Regions from separate parts of the Mus musculus genome. Here all the other regions are linked to region 1. A link is a contact called in public capture Hi-C and promoter capture Hi-C data. All regions are on one chromosome and are shown on one strand. The core of a region is the stretch at or near the end of the contact, and the rest is flanking DNA. Distances in the headings are between cores, read along the strand shown. Region 1 holds the start of Cftr (cystic fibrosis transmembrane conductance regulator). Region 2 has its middle 31 kb from the start of Lsm8. Region 3 holds the start of Lsm8 (LSM8 homolog, U6 small nuclear RNA associated).

The links. Promoter capture Hi-C pulls out the DNA fragments that hold promoters and counts their contacts. Capture Hi-C pulls out chosen DNA fragments and counts their contacts.
Region 2: a contact with region 1 is called in a promoter capture Hi-C map of hippocampal neurons, with 2.6 times the contacts expected there. The contact joins the enhancer-like site here to the promoter of Cftr in region 1. A contact is called at or near these places in 13 of 39 promoter capture datasets (the 3T3-L1 cell line, 3T3-L1-derived adipocytes, the C10 cell line and 8 more), 3 of 115 datasets of contacts at active chromatin or transcription factors (embryonic basal ganglia, pancreatic cancer cells and stem cell-derived neural progenitor cells) and 1 of 9 other capture datasets (embryonic stem cells).
Region 3: a capture Hi-C map of embryonic stem cells shows a contact between it and region 1, with 5 times the contacts expected there. The contact joins the promoter of Lsm8 here to the promoter of Cftr in region 1. A contact is called at or near these places in 6 of 39 promoter capture datasets (the 3T3-L1 cell line, cranial neural crest, maxillary cranial neural crest and 2 more), 1 of 115 datasets of contacts at active chromatin or transcription factors (forebrain) and 1 of 9 other capture datasets (embryonic stem cells).

Annotation. Positions count from the first base shown.
Region 1 is chr6:18,168,908-18,172,522 of GRCm38.p6, reverse strand. It overlaps Cftr (cystic fibrosis transmembrane conductance regulator), which reads right to left and starts at 1,836. Exons shown (of 27, transcript NM_021050.2): 1 at 1,647-1,836. The coding sequence starts at 1,699. RefSeq lists silencers at 1,395-1,635, 2,185-2,555 and promoters at 1,685-1,918, 1,685-2,821.
Region 2 is chr6:18,815,584-18,819,346 of GRCm38.p6, reverse strand. No RefSeq gene overlaps it. Among named protein-coding and RNA genes, the nearest start is that of Lsm8, 31 kb to the left of the region's middle. Within about 2 kb of position 1,991, at least 5 of the 459 cell types and tissues checked have an H3K27ac peak or open chromatin away from gene starts, as enhancers often do. A contact at or near this core is called in hippocampal neurons, where this site is marked.
Region 3 is chr6:18,846,438-18,850,143 of GRCm38.p6, reverse strand. It overlaps Lsm8 (LSM8 homolog, U6 small nuclear RNA associated), which reads right to left and starts at 1,509. Exons shown (of 4, transcript NM_133939.1): 1 at 1,381-1,509; 2 at 478-518. The coding sequence starts at 1,411.

The DNA of each region.
Region 1 (3,615 bases), core at 587-3,086:
CCAGGGCCCACTGCCCTGGTCACTAGGCGGCACTGCCTAGTCCAGTGGAGAAAAGGGTTTTACTCTTTGAAAATTAAAGTCCAGAAGGAAGTTTATAATCACTGACTAGTACTTAGCTAAATGTCAGTTCCTATAAATAGTAGGAACTAAACTCTTAAAAACACACCTATTCTTAAAGCAACTGATTATGAAATCATTTGGAGGGCAGAAATGAGTATGTTCTTAACAAATTTCACAGCCATTATAATACATTTCCTTTCCAAATCAGCCTAAGAACATTTGTAAAGCACACTACAATTTATTAGGTGGGTTATAAAAACGGGAAATTTTTGAAACACTTTGATAAGTGAAAAATTTTGAAGTTTCTTACTACTTAGTGGGAAAACCACACAAGAGATATTCATTCTCCTGAAAACTTGCCTTTACAGACACATTGACATTTAGGTTCCTCAATAGGCTTTCATAAAAGCCTCACATGTATGTCAAGTGACATTCTGATTTTGTAAGTAATAAGAAAATAGATCCAGACCGATAAGCTAGATTTATAGATGAAGTAACAAAAGGCACCACAAATATTCATTCTAAAGAAGAAAGCCCTTCCTTCTCTCCCAACCACCGGGGGGAGCTCTCCTGCAGAAGCACTTGTCTTTCCTCAGCCTTGAGCTCTAGACCGGCTGAAAAAGGAACATCAGGAAGACTAAGGCTGAGCCTTGCCCCCTACCCACAGCATAGGGCAGGTTGAGAACATATTCGACACTTATGATACTTCAGTGTGCTGACTCATTGGTGTGTGTGTGGGGGGGGGGGGGTGAGTCAGCTGAGGACCCATGAGCGCTGCTCTTTTCATTCATTCACACTACAGGATCAGAGCAGACGAAGCTCCACGGAGCACTTCAAATACAAAGCGCTTAATTCTTGCCTAGGTCTTCCAACTTAAATTCTAATTTAAAAATCCTATTAGATTGAGGGTTTGGTTTTTTGACAATGTAGGATAAGAGAACAATGTCCTAATTGTCAATTGAATATAGCTTCAGTGGCTAAAACTCTAGTTTCATATCCCCATGGTAACTCACTTTTTTAATGCATTGCTTATATTATTTCTTTTTAAAGTTAGATATTTTAACTGACTTGCTCATTTTTAAAAAGAATAATGTAACTGTGATGAGCATGTTAGACTTACTCAATATTACAACGGCAAAAAGTAAATACAATATAATTCCTGGACTTTTAAAAAAATTCAGTCAACAAATGTTTTCAGAGCACCTATTACACAGGCACTGCACTTGCGGTCAGCTTTTCTTGGAGAAAATAACAGACCAATCTTAGGAATGTTCTATTAAGTACACTTATGAAGTATAACTTTTTTCAGGAAATTAAAAAAATATATATCTATTGCTCCGTAGCATATTTGGCTGTTGCAAGTCTGATTCACAGTTGCAAGTATATTTTGTTCTCTATTCAATCAGCTTCATTTTATTGTACAAAAATGCTTATTTCCTTTAAAGCACTGAATGACAACACACCTTTTAAAACAAAACAAACACAACAAAAATCTCTTCCTGTTTTCCCAAAGTCTGCCCATATTCATTCCCTTCTCCTGCATAGGCACATGTGTCCGTGCAAAGATCCGCTGAGTACCCTCTCACCTGAAGAAGAGTTTGGAGATAAAGCTGGCTTTCTCCAAAGGCGACTTCTGCATGATGTCTCCGTGAGGCAATGAGGTCTGTGTTCGGCTAAATTCAGGTTGGACTCGACATCTGGATATCCAGGACCAGGTCAATGCTTTTGGCTCGTCCCTTTTACTCAGACCTGAGGTGATGTCATTTGCTTCCAATTCCCCCCACCCACTCGGGTCCCACACACCTCCCCTTCCTCAGCCTTCTTCCCCACGCCTCCGCCGCCCAGGTTAAAGCCAGCGCTGCCTAGCCCAGCCTCACAGTCGCTGCTCTCCACGCCCCGCGCCCGCGCCCGCCCCGCGCGCTCCTTGCGCTCCTTCCTCCAGCGCGCCCCGCGCCCGCCCGCCCGCCCGCCGGCGCCACCTTTTCCCTGGCCCTCGGCCTTAGCGCCCGCCCTCCAGATCCCCCCGCGTGCCTACCTTCAGGCAGCCACAGCAACACCGGCTCAGACTGCGGGCCCGACCCTGGGCCCGGGTAAACCGTGGCCAATCTGCGGGACTTAGAACCCTTTTTTCGTGGAAATAAAGACCACTCACTGATCTCCTTGGCTTCCTGGAACCTTTCTCTTCCTTCTCCCTTTCCCTCTCCCTCGTCCTCTCCCCCTTCCTCTTCTCCTCTTTCTCCTTTATCTCTTTCTCCCCCGTCTGTTCCTCTCTCTTTTCTTCCCATTCCTCCCCTGCCTTCATCTCTTTCCTCTTCATCTCTTCCTCTTCCTCCTCCACCTTCATCTCTTTCTCCTTCATTTCGCTCTCCTCTTTCCTCTCTTTCTTCCTCTTTTCTTCCCCTTCCTCTTTCCCTTTCACTCCTCTCTCCTCGTTTTTCTTCTCTTTCACTCCCTCTTTCTCCTGTCTCCTTAGCTCCTGGCTTAGTTACAGATAACTTTTCAAGATCCATTTTGAAAAGGAGATGAAAATGTGGCTCTTTTGTATCAAAGAACACTCAGGAAGCAGCAAGTTCCACAGTACTCTGAGGTGTCCACCTCAGTAAGCCCTTCAAGAGCTGGACAAGACCTAAGCTCTGTTGACTGAAGGCTCTAGAGTAGCCATAGTGGCACAAATACCTATGAGGTATATGTGTGTCATACACATATGTCACAATTCCCTGATATGTCATAATTACAGCAAAGGTCCTACCAAGGAAAGGGAAGCTACTACTTTCCCTTATGAGGTACATGTGTGTCGTACATATATGTCACAATGCCCTGCTGTGTCATAATTACAGCCAAAGTCCTCAAGGACAAAGAGAGCAAAGAGGGCCCTTTACCTCCGGGCCCTGCTCAGTGTGCAGTGTGGTATTTCATGTGTGTGTGCTAAAAAACAACAGGTGGACAGTCTAAACTAAATGACCCTCCTTTCCTTTCCCTAGTCTGCTAAGCAAAATATCTTGACTGAGACACTAAAAGGGCCTCTGAGTCACTGAAGCAAAAGTGTCCTAGTCACTCAAGCTCACAGAGAGAAAAACCTGAGTCTTTAGCTCCCTGGAGGCTTTGGAAGTTTCCCAAGCTGTGCACCTTCCTTCCAAGGTTTTTGGTGTGAGAAATGTGTGTCCAACACAAAACCCTGCTGGGTTGTAAAGAGTCAACACTTAAATATCTAAACCCTGTTTTGCCAAAGCAAGTTAAAATAGAGTTGAATTTTTTTTTTCTTTATTGAAAATTGAACGTTCTTTCTATCCCGGCAGTGGTGACGCACATTTTCAATCCCAGAACTCAACACTCAGGAGTCATAGGCAAGCAGATCTCTGAGTTCGAGGCCAGTCTGGTCTACAGAGCAAATTCCAGGACAACCATGGCAACACAAAGAAACTACGTCTTGAAAAACCAAAATCTGTCGCCATCTTGGTTCCGGGACTCAGCAGAACTTAGGAAATTAGTCTGAACAGGTTAGAGGGTGCGCCAGAGAACCTGACAGCTTCTGGGACGGGCAGAAGCACAGAGCCG
Region 2 (3,763 bases), core at 742-3,241, 650 kb before region 1:
CATACTGACAGAGTTTTGATTATCTGAAACTATGCTGGTGATGCTAAGAGGCTCTCAGAAGAGTTTGTCCTTTTCCTTAAACATATTATAAAACAGAGGCTATAATCCCGCGGTAGAGCCTGTTAGAATGTGTGGGACCTTAAGTTCAATCTTTTGCACCCACAAGCAGCAGAATTTTAGTATTACAGATGAAGTGAGAATCTGAAATGTAAAGCATTAAAATACAACTAACACAAAGTCTTGTCTAATGTTATTCCCAATCTATAGTTTCTCAAATATGAACAACTTTACCTCCAAAAGTACACTTGGCAAGTACATTTATCTTTATCAGAGCTGGATGAAAAGTGCTATTAGAGTCTGTAGGTAGAAGTCTGAAATGCTGCAAAATAGCCTAGAATACATGGGCTGGAGAATATTACTAAAAGGTCAGCATTTGGAACAAGTTAGGACTGGACTGTGATAGATAAAGCTTCTATCTCAAGATTTCAAGGTAAGACCTGTTGTTTGAAAGGAGACAGACAGAAAAGATGCTTTGGATGAAGGTTTGGGGCAAGCTTACACAACACTTGAATATATGTGACAGTTGGGATGAGAACGAGAAAAACTTGATTTAGCCTTAACAAAGGCAAGAAAGCTGGGCATGGTAGTAAACACCTGTAATCACAGCAGTTGAAAGCTTGATGCAGGAGGATTGAGAGTTTGGAGCAGCCTAGATCACATAAAGAACCCTCTACCACCCAAGACACACACACAGAGAGAGAGAGAGAGAGAGAGAGAGAGAGAGAGAGAGAGAGAGAGAGAGAGAGAGGGAGGGAGAGAGAGAGAGAGAGAGAGAGAGAGAGAGAGAGAGAGAGAGAGAGAGAGAGAGAGAAGTGGAGGTTGCAATAAGTAGGGCACCATTGTATAGCACACAGAGATGAGGTTGGGTTCATCTTTCACATTTATTGGGCTTGCAATTTGGTTTACCTTCTATTTTCATTCCTTTAAAGTGGGGAAACAGAGCTGGAGAGGCAGTTCAGCAGGTTAAGAGCACAGGCTGCTCTTCTGGGTGTCCTAACTACTTCTCTGTTGCTGTGAAGAGACACCAAGGCCAAGGCAGCTTATAAAAGAAAATGTTTGCTGGAGCTCATGATTCCAGCAGGCTCCAGTTTATGCCCACCATGGTGTGGAGCATGGCAGCAGGCAGGCAGGTAGGTATGGCACTGGCACATTAGCTGAGAGCTTACCTCCTAATCCACAAGCATCAGATGGACAGACAGACAGAGCACTACCTGAGAATGCCCACCACCAGCACCACTCCTCCAATTCTTCCCAAACAGTTCCAGCAACTGATGATGATTATTCCAATTATTCAAACATAACAGTCTCATTAAAGCAATCTCTACTCCCCACGCCCTGTTCACCCACTCATGGAAAAATCAGCTATCTCTTTCTTAGCATACAGGAAGAGATACCATTGTCATTAAAACCACAACATCAGAGGACTCACGTTTGGTTGCTGGCTCCCACACTGGGTGACTCTCAACCTCCTTTAACTCCAGCTCTAGGGATTCCAATGCTTTCTTATGGCCTCAAAGGACACCGCACTTAGATGGCATATACAGACACACACATATAGGAAAGAGAAAAATTTGAAAATTAAACTTTTAAAAGAGAAATTGTTGAAAAGATTCAGTATATATTAAATGTCCCAAACATAAATGTGTCAATAATGATACTTAACATCGTTAAGATATTGTGAGGATGCTAATTATATCACTATCCATGGTTGTCATTATGTTTACTTGGAAAATTGCAGTCAGGGCACAATAGTACTGTGTAATGATGAAAATGAACAACCAAGAGAAGAGGGAATAACACACAACAAAACTTTTGCAGGAGTTATGGAAAGCCAAGTCAGATTCATCAACATCTCCACCTTCCTGTATACTAGGAAAGAGATAGCTGATTTTTCCATGAGTGGGTGAATAGGGTGTGGGGAGTAGAGATTGCTTCTGTGATTAGTCAGATACAACCTAGTTAAATCAACTCCCTGCTGGTCCTGCACCCACACAGCTGAAGAGAATTCGGCTCAAAGTGATGACAATGATGACTGCTGTCTGCTGTCTCCTGCCCTGATGACCATTTTGTCCTTCTGTAGTTACTCAGGTGTAATGATGCTGATACCCTTCATCCGAAGGGTCTGACCTGATTGGCTCCATACTTTCTTAACTACCTGCTTTCTAATCCGTACCTCCTTCAGCCATAAATCACTCTTAGAGCAAGTTGTCTTCTTTGCCTGTTCCTTGACAAAACAAAAGTATTTAGAGGAGAACTTCAGCACACTAACTGCTATTATTTCTCTCGTGTTTTTTTTTTTTCTTTTTAAGTTTTACTCCTTTTGCTTCATCCTGCTTCAGCTCTTTGAAGTAAAACCTCTCAAAAGAATTCCCTGTACTAATTGTCTTACTTTCTCCACTACCTTTTCAATGGATTTGGCATTTTATAGCCACTGTTCCACAGATCACTCTTACTAAGACCATCAGATCATCGATGCAATCTGTTTTTAATCCAGTAGTAAGCTTTCAAGTCTCACTAGTGGACTATCAGTGGCATTTGACGTAGTCAATGACATTTTTTTCTCTAAAATTTTCCACGTGGATGCCACACTTTTCCCTTCCCCTCCTCTCCCTCCCCCTTGGCTGCTCCTTCTTAACCTCATTTGCTTTGCCCTCCAAAACTGTCCTTTCTATTTATATTGTCCCTGAGTGATATATCCAATTTCATAATTTTAAACACCATATGTTTATGTCTACTAAGTTTATATGTTCAGCTTGATTCCAGAGTAGTGGAAAAATACTCCTCATTGTCTTGAGCTAAATATTTATAGCTATCTCAAAATTAATATGTGTAACAGATAATGAATTTCTTCAGATTTCCTTACCTCTACTAATTGATGTGCCACTCTTATGGTTGACCATGCCCAAATTGTGTAATAATGCTTAAGACTTGTGTCAGAGAAACATCCTGCTTGGAGCACTACTCTTCTCAGAACTGGATTTGGTCTGCAAAAAGAGGGCCATGTATTGAGACTGAGGTATGATTGAAGATCTGTTGGGGACAGAGGTTGGCAAGCCAGCTTCAAAACTCACATAGGTGAAGCTCTCTCAAAAGTATCTTGAATTGATAGAACTGCTCCTAGAACACATTAGTAGCGATGGAAATAAGGCTTATATAGACCTGCTGTAAGATCAAAGGGTAGCATTTATAATTAGATGGCACTGGTACACAAGATTCTGAGTAGTGCTGCATGTGGGCTCAGCTATGGTACATCCCAACTTCCTCCGAAGACTAGAGCTGACACTCAGGGCCTTCTTGGCAAAGTTGAGTATGACTGACAACACTCCATTGAGCCACTGGGATTGCTCCCTGGTTTTACCCTTGATGGTCGGAGACTTTATGTGGTCTTCTCTTGGGTGAAAGCTGGCAAGCTTTGATGTTGCATAGACAGATGAGTATTCCAGCTATTTCCCACACAAGTTGATATAATTCTCACGCTTGAGCAAAGAGAGGCAGGGGCTAAGACAAAGCTCCTTTCATAAACTGTTGTGGAGTAAAGTCTGTCATGCTAGCTGCAATGACTCAACTGAGTGAGGCTCTGTCTGTGCCCTGTCACAAGCAATGCAAACAGGAAACACAGCTGAAAGAGCTAGAGATGCATTACCAAGGAACTCTCAGGTCCTCTGCTGAGATCCACCTTCTAGAAAGACACATCTGCCTACTG
Region 3 (3,706 bases), core at 260-2,759, 680 kb before region 1:
TTCATACAGGAAATATTTCAATCAAAGATGATAGACAAGGCAATGGTCCCAAAGATTGTACCACCAGTGAAGTCATAGCTAACTTGAAGTTTCCAAAACCATTTATTATTTTTGGAAGAACAATGAAATCACTGAAGACACACTTCTCAGATTAAATCACCTCGTCGATAAGCAATTTATTGGGGCATACACATAATATGTAAATCGTTTAAGGTCTCTAATGGCATAAGGAAGAGACACAAGAAGAAAACCAATCAGCTATTGCACAGCTCTCCATTTCAGATCAGAGGCCTTCAAGGTTGATTAGAGAATCTGTACAGGTAGCCAAGAGACTAAGGTTAAATGGATGAATCAATGGGTGAATCATAAGAGCAGTGAACTAGGTGTGCTGTGGTGCCTGAACACTAGGCCAGAAATGTTACCTCAAATTTGCAATCAATAAGCCTAAGGAAAGAGAAAAACGGAAATGTCACTCACCACAATCATTCTGCCATCAGAAGTAATAACAGCCACAGTCCCTGAGAACCGAGTCAAGGAACGTATTTCTTAAAGAATACAACCTGAAAACTTTCAGCCTGGAAAGAGTTCCAATTACTTAAAAAGGAAAGAAGAGACAGAATCAAGATTCCACACTGCCACTGCTCTTGAGGGAGAAAACTGAAGTTTTTAAACTTGTTTCAATTGTACCTCGAAAACAGTTCATCACATGGGAGAAGGGTATGTGACCGCTTGACTCTGGTTTAAACAGCAGTGTTTCCAACCTATGACACTGAGTCAGGCAGACTCATTTCTTAAGCTTTAAAATAAAAACTAGGTGAGTGCTAATTAATGTTGAATTACTTTATGCAAGTAAAGGACCTTCTCATCCAAGACTCTGTCATAATTAATGCCATCAAGTACCAATAATTCTTGTATCATTAAAAGCTCTCTGTATTTAACTATGTGTCTTAGGTTTTGCCCCGACTTTAGAACAGCAATTCTAACTTAAAAAATTCAACCGGGCTTTTAAAAGCTACTCGCCACTCTCTAAACACCATGACAAGATTTCAAGCAGAGGTATGGGACCTGAAGCCCAAATCTGAGAAGCATCTATCTGTTGTATGCTATCTCTGCTTGGGGGACCTGCAAACGCAGAGTTCTTAGGAAAACAGTGCATCTTATTCCGGATGTTGGGACACACGATCAAAGGCCGTGTGCAGAGAAGTTCGAACTACACCGAGATCTGTGCTGTGGGTGCAAAAAGCCCCGAGGCCGGCCGGGAGCTCCCTCCACGAACCCCGACCCCGGGTCCTCCGCCCACCGCCCACCACTCCGGGCCTCCCGTGCTCCCTCCCGCCCCCGCCGCCGCCTGAGCGGTCGCAGCAGCCCGCCGGAGGATACGGTTGATGTAGTTCTCCAAAGCAGACGTCATGCTGCTGGGCCCGGAGGTCCCGGGAATCTGCGAGGGCTCGGCAACGAGGAGACAAAACACCGCCCGACAGAAACCCGGACAGCTTCGCGCCCGCTGGCGAACGCAAAGACCGCGAGACTCTGAGGCCTCAGCGGCGACGAATCAGGGACGGAAAGGAGCCGGCCAAACAGGAAGCCGGGCGGGGCTGACTAGTGGGCATGCGCAGTGTGTTTCCGCCGGGCTTCTGGGCGGCGCTCGCACGCCGAGACCAAGGCGGGGACAGGCAGTTTATGGAGAGGTCACTGAAGGTGGGCTGGAAGGAGAGCCTGGAAGGAGGCTCTAGCGGACGGGAAGACACTGTGGTAGTTACTAAAGGTAGTGTGGGAAGACACTTTCTGCCGGAAGACACACGACATGAAGATGGTAGCATTGGCTACTGAAGGAGAGAGATTCTTTGTTCTCATAGGCGACATAGATGCAGGGTGGAGGGAGTTCTAGCTTTCTCACGCGTGAGCCAGAAAAGTTTAAAAAGCCAAATAGCCCAGTACAAAGGGAGCATATTGTAGCTCCATGATGTGCATTTTCGGAGAATCCAACTGTATACAGAATGTTAGTGTTGAAGAATGAAAAATTACTGGCCTCTTGTAAGAACATGAACTTTTTACCTCGGAGCCCACCCCCTCCCATCTAGAAAACATTTTTGAGATAAAGGCTTCCTGGAACAACCTCAAAATGAACCAGGTACTCCTTAGTTACGTAGGTTCCTTGATAGGACATGACTCCTTAGTTACATAGATTCCTTTGGCAGAACTCCCTAGTGATGTAAACTTGTACTTTCCCTGCCCAGTTCTCCCCCTTTGAGTTTTACTATATAAGCCTGTGAAAAATTTTGGCTGACCGTCGAGACTCCTCTACCCTGTGCAAAGGTGTATGAGTTTCGACCCCAGAGCTCTGTGTGCTTTCTGTTGCTGCTTTATTTCGACCCCAGAGCTCTGGTCTGTGTGCTTTCATGTTGTTGCTACTTTATTAAATCTTACCTTCTACATTTTATGTATGGTCTCAGTGTCTTCTTGGGTACGCGGCTGTCCCGGGACTTAAGTGTCTGAGGGAGGGTCTCCCTTCGAGGGTCTTTCATTTGGTGCATTGGCCGGGAAACAGCGCGACCACCCAGAGGTCCTAGACCCACTTAGAGGTAAGATTCTTTGTTCTGCTTTGGTCTGATGTCTGTGTTCTGATGTCTGTGTTCTGTTTCTAAGTTTGGTGCGATCGCAGTTTCAGTTTTGCGGATGCTCAGTGAGACCGCACTCCGAGAGGGAGTGCGGGGTGGATAAGGATAGACGTGTCCAGGTGTCCACCGTCCGTTCACCCTGGGAGACGTCCTAGGAGGAACAGGGGAGGATCAGGGACGCCTGGTGGACCCCTCTGAAGGCCAAGAGACCATTTGGGGTTGCGAGATCGTGGGTTCGAGTCCCACCTCGTGCCCAGTTGCGAGATCGTGGGTTCGAGTCCCACCTCGTGTTTTGTTGCGAGATCGTGGGTTTGAGTCCCACCTCGCACCTTGTTGCGAGACCGTGGGTTCGAGTCCCACCTCGCGTCTGGTCACGGGATCGTGGGTTCGAGTCCCACCTCGTGCAGAGGGTCTCAATTGGCCGGCCTTGGAGAGGCCATCTGATTCTTCTGGTTTCTTTTTTTTTGTCTTAGTCTCGTGTCCGCTCTTGTTGTGACTACTGTTTTTCTAGAAATGGGACAATCTGTGTTCACTCCCCTTTCTCTGACTCTGGAGCATTGGAAGGAGGTGCGGGTCAGAGCCCACAACCAGTCGGTGGAGGTCAGAAAGGGTCAGTGGCAGACCTTTTGCGCCTCCGAGTGGCCAACGTTTGGAGTAGGCTGGCCACCTAAGGGTGCTTTTGACTTGTCACTAATCGCCGCCGTCAGGCAAATTGTTTTTCAGGAGGAAGGGAGTCGATGTGGAATCCGACCCCGTCAGGAAATAGCGTTTGGCTTGGCTGGTTGTACAAGTCCAGGCGTGGACGAGTGTGCTTAGAGATACTGGTGTCTTCTTTTTCTCTGTTGCTATCTTGTTTTTGTTTGTGGTTTTTGTCATGAGACACAGACACTGTACGTCAGAGGTAAAGTGAGATCCCTCCCTGTCTGTATGTCTGTGTGTCTGTGTGTCTTGTTCACTTGTGTGTCCTCCATTGGACCACCTTCTGATTCTGTTTTGTTTTTGGTTTGTCTGGTTTCAGGTCTGGTCTTGGTCCCAAGGAGTTGACTGATTATCTTGGTTTGGTTTTAGGCCGGTCTCAGGTTCTGGGG